Linked DNA regions of Canis lupus: region 2 is linked to region 1. The links are chromatin contacts, called in public Hi-C maps. All regions are on one chromosome and are shown on one strand. The core of a region is the stretch at or near the end of the contact, and the rest is flanking DNA. Distances in the headings are between cores, read along the strand shown. Region 1 has its middle 130 kb from the start of FAM174A. Region 2 has its middle 48 kb from the start of FAM174A.

What was found. A called contact is a pair of places that touch in the nucleus more often than the background predicts.
Region 2: a Hi-C map of blood shows a contact between it and region 1, with 1.7 times the contacts expected there. The contact joins two enhancer-like sites. A contact is called at or near these places in 2 of 9 Hi-C or Micro-C datasets (both in blood).

Annotation. Positions count from the first base shown.
Region 1 is chr3:9,893,446-9,899,439 of UU_Cfam_GSD_1.0, forward strand. No RefSeq gene overlaps it. Among named protein-coding and RNA genes, the nearest start is that of FAM174A, 130 kb to the right of the region's middle. Within about 2 kb of position 3,091, at least 2 of the 20 cell types and tissues checked have an H3K27ac peak or open chromatin away from gene starts, as enhancers often do. A contact at or near this core is called in blood, where this site is marked.
Region 2 is chr3:9,971,373-9,977,530 of UU_Cfam_GSD_1.0, forward strand. No RefSeq gene overlaps it. Among named protein-coding and RNA genes, the nearest start is that of FAM174A, 48 kb to the right of the region's middle. Within about 2 kb of position 1,404, at least 7 of the 20 cell types and tissues checked have an H3K27ac peak or open chromatin away from gene starts, as enhancers often do. A contact at or near this core is called in blood, where this site is marked.

The sequences.
Region 1 (5,994 bases), core at 1,841-4,340:
AGAAACAAAACAGATAAATAGAGGGGAAGAAAAAAAGAGTGGGAGGCAAACCTCAAAAGACTCTTAACTATAGAGAACAAATGGAGGGAGGAGGCTGGGAGATGGGCTAGGTGGGTGATGAGTATGCAGGAGGGCACTTGTTATGATGAGCACTGGGTATTATGTGTAAGTGAAGAATCACTACATTCTACGCCTGAAACTAATATGTTAACTAACTAGAAGTAAATAAAAACTTGACACAGAAAAGCAAACAAACAAAAAACAAAGAACTATGAGGCGCTGACTGGGTTAAAAAACAACAACAACAAACCAACAACAACAACAAACATCAAAGAACAATTTATATGCTCTCTAGCTCTAGACCAGCTAAAACAACGAAATGGAAGCCAACAGACTGAAAAGATAGCACACAGAGTTTGTGTTCTCTTTCCCCTACAACATACAACAAAGTCAAGTACGTTACCCCAGATATGTTGGGGAGAAGAAGGGTTTCCATCTAAGAGTGGAGAAGTGTTGAAGTTGGGACCATAACACTGAAAACTGAACATATACTCAAAAGAGACAAGAGCAACAAAGTTACATGAAAAGGAGATGAAAATACTTTCTGTACTGTGATACTGCAGTTTAACAACTTAAAAAACCAAAACAACAGCAATAACGACAAAGCCAAAAACCTGTTACCCAATGACTGGGTAAGATTAGATCAGATATATAAAATACAAAAAGTCAGGTTTTCTTAGCATATCAGAGCAGCAGTAAGGGATAGTTCTAGATATTGTGGAGGTGTTCAATATAAATGAAACAAAGTATAGTATTTTTACAAATACACACCATGTGTCATGTGAACACATTGCTCCATCTAGGGTGTCAGAAGGGACTCATCTAAGCTAGGGATATGAAACTTGGATACCAATAACTTCACGGTGAATCTGCCTTTGAGGCAGCATATTAAAGACAAGAGTTTGTTAATGAGGGTGCCATCATTGTTCCCCACTCTCTTTCTATAGAAATCTTTCTATGATGGGTTAGGGAGAATTCCATCTATTGGGTGGTACAAGAAAGGCATTAAAGTAGTTAGAACAGAACATGCTTCTGCAGGAGAAAAAGTCTTTTTATTTAGTTCTCCTCTGAGTTTAAATAGAAATGGCCATTTTACAAGTCTTAATTGTTTTAAGTATGCCTTTAAAAGCCTTGAAGATGAAAGTATTAAATGCTGGCAGCAAAGCCTTATAAATGGGGGGGCTGAGGGCTCCAAGTGAGAGAAACTTGGACTCATAGAGGTCATGGAGAGGAAGCACCAGAGCTCAGTCTCCATCCAGTTACGTTTCTCCAAGCTCCTCAGAGCCAAACACTATGTTACCTCAGCAAGAGGCGCTGTGGTGTACATTCCAGATTTCTCCACACCTCTTCACAGTATTTCCCTTTGATGATCAAGACCTAGTAAAATGTTAAGGTTTCTGGTTCTCCTTTGGTGAGCCCATATTTGATTCCTTCTTCTTCAAACTATGTCCCACCTTTCACTGTCCTAGTGGCCATGACAACCCTTGTTTATGAGCTGAGGTTAACATGCTGAATGTTTATGTCTGGTCTTTACTATGAAATAGTGTCATGTGATATTAGACTGCTTTCATCATTCCTACAGAAAGATTATAATGTTTTAGACAAGCCTATACTGAGTCAACTTTTATGATTCTTGTCTATTGTGATATAATTACTAATACCATTATCCACCTGTTATGCGAGTCACTTGATTTTCTAATTTATATGTAATTCAAAAGAGTTTACACTATCAAACTTGATTCTTTGTGTTTCTCAATACTTTATGTCAAGATTTTAATAGAGTTTGGCATTATTATTCTACATTTGAATAATTATATGAATTGCTCCAACTGAAAATCAGGTTTGTCATTGTCCTTATTTAGTTTCCATTTATTTTTTTTTTGAATTATAATCTATAATTATGCAGGCTAAAAATGGCAAGTTCTTAAATTCTCCTACTGACTAACTAAACAACTCTTCCTATATATTCCATTTTTTTTTTTTTGCCTCACACTTCACTGAACTATGAAAACCTACTCAACTATTTGAAATGGATTTTGCAATATTTACTAAGCTATAATCTGAGATTCCAATCTTTCAGCACACCATGAGCTCACTCTAAGTGTTTCAGAGAGATAAGAAGATAGATAGACAACATTTATAGAGTGTTTTATACTACTCCTTAAAATGTAGCATAAGGCAATCTGTTCATAAAATTTCAATATTCTTTTTCTGTAGTCAAGACTGTATTTAGAAAAATAAAAAAGTTGAATCTCTCTTATGTAAGAAACCAATCTTCATGTCCTAACATGTCCTTCTTAACAATGGCTAAGATATTAATAAATATAGGTGCTTCCATTTTAGAGAGAAATCCTATAAAATGGACATCTTCACAAACTTCTGTTTATACAGTTATTTATTTAGTGAAGATGTTATCCTTTTATAAAGCAGTCTTATGAAGAATTTTAATTTTATAAGGTAATATCATTACTGCTGTGTTAGAGGTCTCTGTGACACAAGACAGCCACATACTTTTCAGGAAACAAACATCTAGTGACTTGGGCCCACCACTCAGAAATTTGAAACATGTCTGCATAGTTAACAGTTCACAAATGCGTTTAAAAATTCACCAGGCAACATGAATGAAAAGGAATATTTCTTAAAAGAAATTAAGACTAATACATATCAGGTGTTACAGAAGAAGGACATTATCATGGGGTAGAGGGAAAGTAGAACTTGGGGGTATAGATCTGAATTTTAACAGTGCCACTAATTCACACTTTAATGAGGGTCAGTTGAGCTGAGCTACCTGTCTAGGCCTCAGTTTCCCTGTCTCTAACATGCTGTGATTAAACTCAAACAGTGAAATGATAAAGGAAATATATCAGCTCATGGAACTGAAACATTCAAAGAAATATGCTGTGAGGCTTAATTCAGAAGCTCAAACTTAAGTGGTATGTGTTCCATCATAAGATTGACTCACCGCGCAGTAACTGATTGCCTATTCTGTGATCAAACTTCAGACACCACATGCTTCATCACTCATACACCAAGCAGGAAGAGTGAGAACCTCACACTTCCTGAAGATTATATAATACAGGCTTTATTTTGATTGATTCAATTAGGATATTCCCTTACTCAAGAAAATTGAAATACTAAATGTCTTAGGTCTCAGATTATCAATTACTATTAACAAGTGGTTGGGCTGAATGGTTTGGAATAGGTCTACCACTGGAAATGAGGATGAGATCAAAGCCATTCAAATCACATAACTGACTTCATTAGAGTGAGTGAAGGGGAGTAGAAGCTTTAGAGGTAACCACAATGTCAACTTTCTCTCTCTCTCTCACACACACACACTTAAAAATCCATATTTTATGAAAAATGGAAACAAAGCTAAGAGAATTATAAAAATTTCACCAGGCAAGCCAAGCCTCTGACTATCTCCCACGGAGTTCCTTTTTTAGGTCATCTTTACCACACTCAGAATATGCTGAAAATAAAGCCCTTAAATAGATCTGCTTTATATCACATATATGTAACATGTCCTGTGAGTTGACTGCTCTTAGGGTGGGCTTCTTGCCCTAAAGCTGCAAATCTGTAAGCTATAAAAGATGAAGAGAGTCAACCAGACTTTACCTTGACTTGACATACACAGTTTATTGTTGGAGCTGAGAATGAAAGGATACAAAAGAAGAGCTGGAGCCCTGAGGTCTCATGGGAAGCCAAAGTTGTGAGTAATAAGAAGCTATGAGTCAGAGTTCATGTAAATTGGAAAGGACTTTCATGACAGATCAGAAAGTACAAGAGGAAAGACAAAAACACAGAAGAAAGGGGCATAAAGAGCAGCCACATAGGCAGCCAGTAGCCCCATTCTTGAAGGTTGTTGGTTCCAGTCTCTATGAGAACAACGACACTTCTTTTTTTGAAATCCCTGCTATTGCCTCTCTCCTCTTTTTTTCAGAACTATCCACTCCTTACACGGGTATTTCAAGTAAGTTTCTGTTCCACATGAGCAATATGAATAATAGAAGCAAACTGAAGAACATATTACTAAAGGTTCTTTGTTTAACCAAATAATTCACAATAGGGGGTTCTTTGAAAGAAAAAAAAATACATTCCTGTTATGTTTAAATTTACCTTAAAATTTTACCTAACAGGTCCAGGAACAATTTCTTAAAATGAGATCTACTCACTTAGTAAATCTTTTTCTCAAAATATGTATTCTTTAAATTGCCTACCAAATTTTTGAAAAATAAAAAAAATGCAGCCCTTCTCTCCCCTACCAAGATATACTACTCTACTGCTATTACAAGCTAGACATCAACAACTCTAGGCTGAAGATGATTGTGGGCTAAGGATACGTGACTCTTACTTAAATGCATATTGATTTTTCTCACTGATTAAATTAGAGAAAGGTGAAATGACTATTTCAAACATAAACAGGATGGTTAATCAGCTTTCCCAGTTACTGTTGAGCAAGTATACTATATTTCTAATCTACAAAATCTTTCTAAAATACCCGTAGTTGAAACTAATTGTGAAGAGACTTCTAAGTAATTATTATTGAATTTAAGAATTTAATCCAGTTTTTATATTTTAGTACTATTGTGATCCTTGAAGCCACAATTACATTCTGAAAATGACTTATAAAATTTTTGAATACTCTTTTTTTTCTGAAAAGAAAATGTAAATTTGGTAAGGTCATATACCTTGCCAGCAGAGAAGAGCCATTGACATGCTGCTCTGAGTCAGCATGGAAATTTGCCTAGAAGCAGGGGTTCTGTACTCCTAATTGACCTGCCAGTTTGAAATCTTTTCTTGGCAACCATGACTTCCTACAGAGTTGAAAATACTGTCCATCTTGAGCTCAGATAGCATATTTAGTCTGAAGTAATATGGTGTTCAAAATAAAACTACTCGAGAGGAAAAAAATATGATTTTTTTTGAATTTTTAATGAAAGAAAAAAATAATCAGCAGCTGTTGGATTCAAAATATTGGATTTAAAATATCTTCTCATATCTCTGAATTAGTATTGTCAAGGGAATTTTATTAGTTGCCTACTTTCTTAAATTTTCATTTCTGTAAGACTCATCAACACTTGATCAATTAGCATAATAAATTAACCTGTAGGATTTTAGATGTAGAAAAGAAGTAGGCCTACAATTTTGTTTCTTAATGCATTTCTCCAGGCTGATTCTCTCAGACACCATGGGAAGTTTCAAAACTATTCTCATGATATGTCTAGCTGCCAAGCTCCTAGCTGCTATAGTGTCATAATTGGTAGGTAATTGGCTGTTGGGGACTCTTCTCTCAGCCTATAGCTGCCTTTGTGTGCTCCTTCAGCAGAAAATTTTAGAGTCATTAGGAGTGAATTCCACACCCTTCATATTTTTTCTGCATTAAAAACATTATTCATATAATATCTCAGTTCCCTGATATATGGTCACTATGCCCTACTGTTAGATATTCCTGCAAGAAGAATATCTGTAAAACCATATATTTTTTCTTTTGTTTACCAATACTGACCCAGAGTTACATGAAAAATATATTCCTTATCTTAGTCCTAGGGACCTTTTTATTTTATTATTATTATGTTTTTTTTTACCTTTCTTATGGTATCTTCCTTCTTAGAGTGACTTATGCCAACGTTATGCTACTTCCACAAAAGGGGCAAAACCAGAGAGAAGCTTCTAAGACTTAAACTGTGGAATGGCTCTGGATCCCCTAGATCCTAGGGACCTTCTCAAGGCACAGTAAATAGAACTAGAGCTTCTGGTGGTCTGCCCTCACAGGGGACGTTTCCAGTTCTATCCACAGATTCTTTGGTTTCACTGTATGGAACTGGAAAATAATAGGAGTTGGGAATTTCTGACTCTTCAGAATACAAAACGGCTTCCTAAAAAGCACCTGTGCACCCTCATACTGTCAATGGTCCCAGACTACATCTTCAG
Region 2 (6,158 bases), core at 154-2,653, 76 kb after region 1:
TGATAAGACCAGCACTCTCTCCTTAGAGTTTGGCATCTGTATTGCCAGAGCATCCTGTACTTTGAAGCCTTGGAAGGCTAAAAAATAAAAACATGGTTCACATCCTAAATTGAAGCCATTGCAAGACAGCAAAGCAGCAAACTTCGTAAGAGATAAAACTAGTAGATAAACAGGTAAATGCAGCTGGTATGAAAGCAAAAAAATAAAAAAATAAAAAAATAAAAATGAAATAAAGGATTTAGCCTTCCCCAAAATATATGATTTTAAATTACAACACGGCAATAACCATTAAGTTAAAGCAGGGAGAGAAGGTAATGGCCAGTCAATAAAGACAATATCCAAGGTTAAAAACCTTGACTAGATAGCATCTTTAGCTATAGTTACACCTGCAGGATAGGGATGAAACATATGTAAACCCATTAATGTCGTGACAGAACTATGGTGACCAAACATGTAGTCTGGACTGTCAACTCCTGCAAGTCATCGCTCTACTAAAAAGGTATGAAATTATTCCTACAATCCCACAACGCAAAACCACATGCGATTATTTTTTAAGACTGTACACGAGCCTGAAGATTCAGATCTGTGTGGCATCTCAGAGGGCAGAGTCAGAGACCACAAAAATGGGATGAGAGAGTAAAAGATTGGCTGGCTTGAGCTCATTCCACCACTAGTTCAGGAAGCCCTTGCTACGTCTGATCAACAGGATTTTAAAACTGCTACGACTGTTAATTCTCTGCATTTTCTTAATCCTCTATTAACAAAAAAGAAAAAGCCCACAATTCCTAGTTTCTGTAACTGTTCCTCTACCAAACTAGGAAACAATTCTGGCCAATGAGAAAAGTATGCTAAGGATTTCTGGAAAATTTTATTTTCCTGATGTGGTACACGATTTCCCAAGATGACCACAGTAAGCTCCTTCTGTTGCTTCACATGCATGTTCGCTCACAGATCAAGAGGCAGGGGTTTAGTTCCTCTTTCTGTCAATCTGAGATGGCTGTAGTGACTGACTTGACAGAATGCAGAAGTGATATTCGGAAATTCAGAAACTAGGTCACAGGAAACCTTTTAGTAATACAAAGTTTAGTGATAGCATGCTATAGTAATGCAGAAAATACAGATACATCAGGCTAAGGAAATTTCCAGGCAGAATGCTGAACGTGCCAATTGGTTTCTGTTAGATGCAGAGGATAAGATCTAGAAAAAGAAAGAATGAGCTAAAAAAAGGCAATATTCAATGTTTTATAGAATTTAGAGGACAAACAAGAGTTAGGACCTATTCGGCTCAAAAATAGAAGTGTTTATCATCTCCAGTCTTTGAAGCCTGCAAAAAGTTTCTCAAAATAAGAAACGGCATCAGACCAAAACGCGAACTCAGAATATTTCCGGTAACACGTAACAGGAGGGTAAAGTTCATTTCAGTGGTGCATTTGCAGCTCCCTTTCCTGACACCTCGGAAGCATTTATGACAGGCCTTCAACCAGACAAATATAATTGAATGGTTTAAAGATTTTTTTAACCAGAAAATAGGGCTCCTAAGAATCTTAAAGTCATGATCGCACACCATCAAGACTTAGCCCACCACAGAGAGGAGTCTTTCTGGGGAAAAAAAAAAAAAAAAGTGGGATTTTTTTTTTCCCCTACTGGACTGAACCCTAATAAAACTGGACTAAAAGTGATAGAGGTAAATTCAAAACAAAAAAGAGCCCCTGGGGGCGGGGGGGAGGCTTTAAAGGCAGAAAGCAGGCTGAGAGCTCCTCGGCAGCAAACACAGGCCAATTCTAAAGGAAAAGAGGGGAAGTTTTAGAGTGCAGCTCCAAAAACCTAGAGGGCCGACCAACTGGCACAAAGCCTCACTCCTCAGGGAGCAGGACTTGGCTCCACACAAGGAAGTGTGCTCAGGCTGACTTCAGACTTCCTGTGGGTGAGCAAGTATTATCTGTTTCCTGTGAGACCTCATCTCTTTTTAAAATACGTTTTTTGTTTTGTTTTGTTTTTGCAAATTTCATACATGTGTATCACCAGTGTAATACTGGCTTTATTGAACAGATAACTGAGCTTATTGGGCAGATAAATTGCCTCCTTTAAGGTTCAAAACGTTTCATTATAGAGAAATCATGCTTGAGAAACTGCATCTGAGAAAGTGGGACACTTATCTCCCATTGAATCTGATTTAAATGATCAATCCTGGACTTCACACCAATACCATAAGGCCATAACTTGGGGGATATTAACCTACTCTGCATATAGAAGGGAGATGAATATCAGTAGCCAAAGAGCAGATTATGCTAAATAGTCTCCCAAACTGGCTACCATCGACTCCCTGTCGTCATGCCTATGCTGCTTCTCACATGACAAACTAGGCTCGAATTTCCTTTCCTTGTTCTGAGTACACCTTATGTTCTTGACTAACCAACTGTGCCTAGAAGCAATACTCTCAAACATCAAAGACCAGACCATGAAAAGCCTTACTGTCTTGATTTTTAACACTTACTCTTGAGACACTTTCTCAGAATGTAGCTGCCGTGCTATGAAGACAGTCACATCTAGGCATTTCAGCCAGCCTCAACTCAGCCACATGAGTGTCACCTTGGAAATTCAGCTCAGTTAAGTATAATGTGCCTCCAGACCCAACCACAATTTGACTGCAAACATGAGAGATCCCAAGTAAGAACAGCTAATTGAGCCTAGTCATTACACAGAACCGTGTGTGATGATATTAAATTATTTTAAGCTACTAAGTTTTGAGAAGGTAATGATGTGAATAAAAGAAAACAAGAATCACCCATTATCAGGACCAACAATTTTTCTTCTGGTCCTTTCTTCTTTCCTTTTGCAATCAAAGGCATGAATCCTACAGTACAGCTGTAAAAATCATCTTGAAACCCTGAAGGAAATACCAAGACATTTTTAGAGACCTTGACCCTGAATTCCTTGGGCTATAAAAGAAGCACTAGCAACCACAAACTTCCTGACTTCAAGATAATAGAAAAAAAAAAAAAAAAAGAAAAAAAGAAAAAAAGAATCTCCTACTTGGGTTTTTGGTCACATGTAGCCATGTAAATAAGTTGATACTCAGGAATAAACAAATACACAAAACAATGTCGTTAGCTACTTTGCTAAACAAGGGCTGATGGTTCAGCTTCAAGTTTTATGGGCAAAGAGTCAGTCATACAATTGCAAAATTGCCAAGAGTACATAAAGCAAATAAATATAAAACTAGCTGCTCAATGAGAACCCAAACATTTCTGATAATGAATTGAAGGAAATATCTCTCATATCCTTGTTAAAAAAAAAAGATATGATGTGATGTCATATGTGACTTACTCATTGTTAACAAGTTAAATATAGCCTTATCCTTCAGAGTTAAATATTTTATAACATCTCTCTTCAACAAAGGCATAATGCCAGTTAGTCCAAAGAGATTCTACAAAATGAAGAACAATGAACTGCAGTTTTACAGCTACTGGCAATCTGAATAAATCCAATAATAAAATTCAAACATTGAGGAATTGGTGGCCAATGATTTCTACTACCAATCTTCATAAAAACTTCTTGCTAGTAAGCTTTTGATCGATCTGATAAAATCTTCCACTGTAATGCTCCAGACTCAAATTAGCATTCTCTTAAGGAAACTGAAGAGCCTAATTAGGATATGTGCCTGGGTGGAAAACTATAATTCAGTGTACACACTGTCTGAGATAGTAGCCAGTAACGGAGTAAGGATTTTCTCACAGAATGTTTCTGTTCATTTTACAACAAAAATGGAAAACTGTGATGCTAATAACCTAGCCCATATAGTATATGCCCCATAATTTTTTTTTATACTCTGTAAATTTAACTTGGAAAAAAATTAAATTGTACTGCCAAATGCTCTCTTTGATTGTATGTATATGTGAACATGCTGTTTGAATATGGGAGCTGAGAGATTCTGTGACTTCTGGCTTGCATACTTGAATGACTGTTGATATCCTTTAGTGAGAAAAGGGAAAGAAGAAAGCCCAGTCTGTGTGAGGACAATCATGAATTTGAGGATCCTATGGGCCATCCACATGGGGGATGGGAAGTATACATAAGAGTTGAAATATATGGGACTTAAATGTCAGAGAAATTTAAGAAAATACACATTTGTGAATAACCTGCTGACTAAAATGGCCTTAACATTTCATTCCCCTTAGCTTGACTAACATGATAGATTTCTTCCCAACTCAGGATTGCTTACTTATCTTTTTTGACTATTTATTTTAGAAAACATAATCGTAAATTCTTTCTGCCTCTTTGAGATGCAATTTTTTTTTTTTTTTTTTAAACAACAGCAACAACAAAACCAAAAACATCTGATGGCTTCACAACCCAGAATGTCTTTCTTAGGGACCTGGGAGCCATCTGTTGGAAGTGTAAGTAAACATCAGGGGAGATAGTACTCCTATCTCCCAGTTTTTGTGGGAAAGTAGAAGCCTAATTTTGGTGGGGCCAAGTTGTAAAACTCTCATCATAAAAATGTGAGAAGTTTCTTTTCCCTTTGGATAGAGCAATTAGCAAACATATATGGCCTTTAACTTCTCCAACACCTTCCAGTACTTTAGGGCTTAAGAGCCTGTCTGATCTCCGTTTCAGTGAAATTTAGATTTTATTTTGGCCTCTATTTGGTCCACTATTTTAAGAGCCTTAAATAAAGTTTTCCTGTCCCTGTGTGGTTTTTGATTTGACACTGTCTGTACAATAACTGAAGTCATGAGTAGATAGGCCTAAGGACAGATCAAAGTGTGAAGAGGACAGGATCTGGGAGAGACCTAAAGGTAAAGACAAAATGAGAAAGAGAGGAGGAAAAGCAAATGATCAAATAAATAAAGAAGATAACAGAATAGTGAAGAAGTGATTCCTTTTCATATATTTTTTTTAGAATATTTTGGGAAAGGCTGCCTTAGATACCATTGAGACTTACCCTTCAGTTAACAAAAATCAGTAGGTGATTGTACACGAACAGGATTATTTTGCTTTCATGTTAAATTAATTTTACTGAATTATATTGGAGTGTGATGCTCATAGTATATATTAAAAGACATTTTAAAAGATGTACATGATATATTTTGTGAGTTTACTGTAAAGATGTTGAGGAAAGAGTTCATCACTGTATCCCAGAGGGCCTTCATTACATTACTACTTGAGAACCCAGGAAAAATTTCCCTCTCATCCCTGTACCAGCAATAACTGAATAGCTTTGCTGGTCTCTTCAGTAACACTTATGGCATGCATATAGCAAATGTAGGGAATTTCATAGCATAAAATAAAATCACATTATGACTTTATTTTCCTACTTGTTCTTTCTTTTCCTGTGCCTCAATTTCCTCACCTCCACAAACTGTATCTTTTTGCTGTATGTACATTTATAAACAATCTTATCCTTAATTTGGAAACAAAGTGAGACTTCCATTAGTAAAAACAAATTTCCTCAACTCATATTCAATAGGCCATTGAATTCTAGCTTCTTTCTAGCTATTGGGCCTGAAACAGATTCTCCAATCTTTCTGAGCCTCAGTATCCTTATCTGCAAAGTGAGGATAATAATCTCTCTCTCTCAAAGTGTTAGTGTGAGGATTGAATGAATGAACAAATCCAACGCATTTAACACTCTAGTGTTCAGTTAGTCTGAACTATTCGTTATATGTGGAGAGTAGGAGCCTGCGAAAAAAGAAATATTGAAAATACTAAGAGGAAAATGATGAAGCCAGTAATCAGTACAGGTCTGTTAGACTCTGAAGCTCTGCTCTCAATCATAATGCAGTTAATCTTTAGAAAAGGATCTCAATCTGACTTTACAAAATAATTGCTTATGTAGCTTTCTAATTGTACAGATGTTTAAGCCACTACCTATGCCAGTATAACATGAATTTTTGAGTGTGGAATCAGCATATGTGTATTTAAATATGCCCCTCCCCCCAACCACCCCCCACCACCCCCCACCAACCATTCCCCTGCCAAAGGCCAGGAACCATCACACTTCCTGTAGAAAAGAAATTATGTTCTTCAATACTTCTATGAAAAGGCCCATTGTTCCTACTAAAAGTTTTGGCTTTCAGGTCCCCAGATATAATTGTTTTTTAAAGCATGTACAACGTAAAGAAGTTAAAAGTAAATAAAACTGTGAGCAGATACCC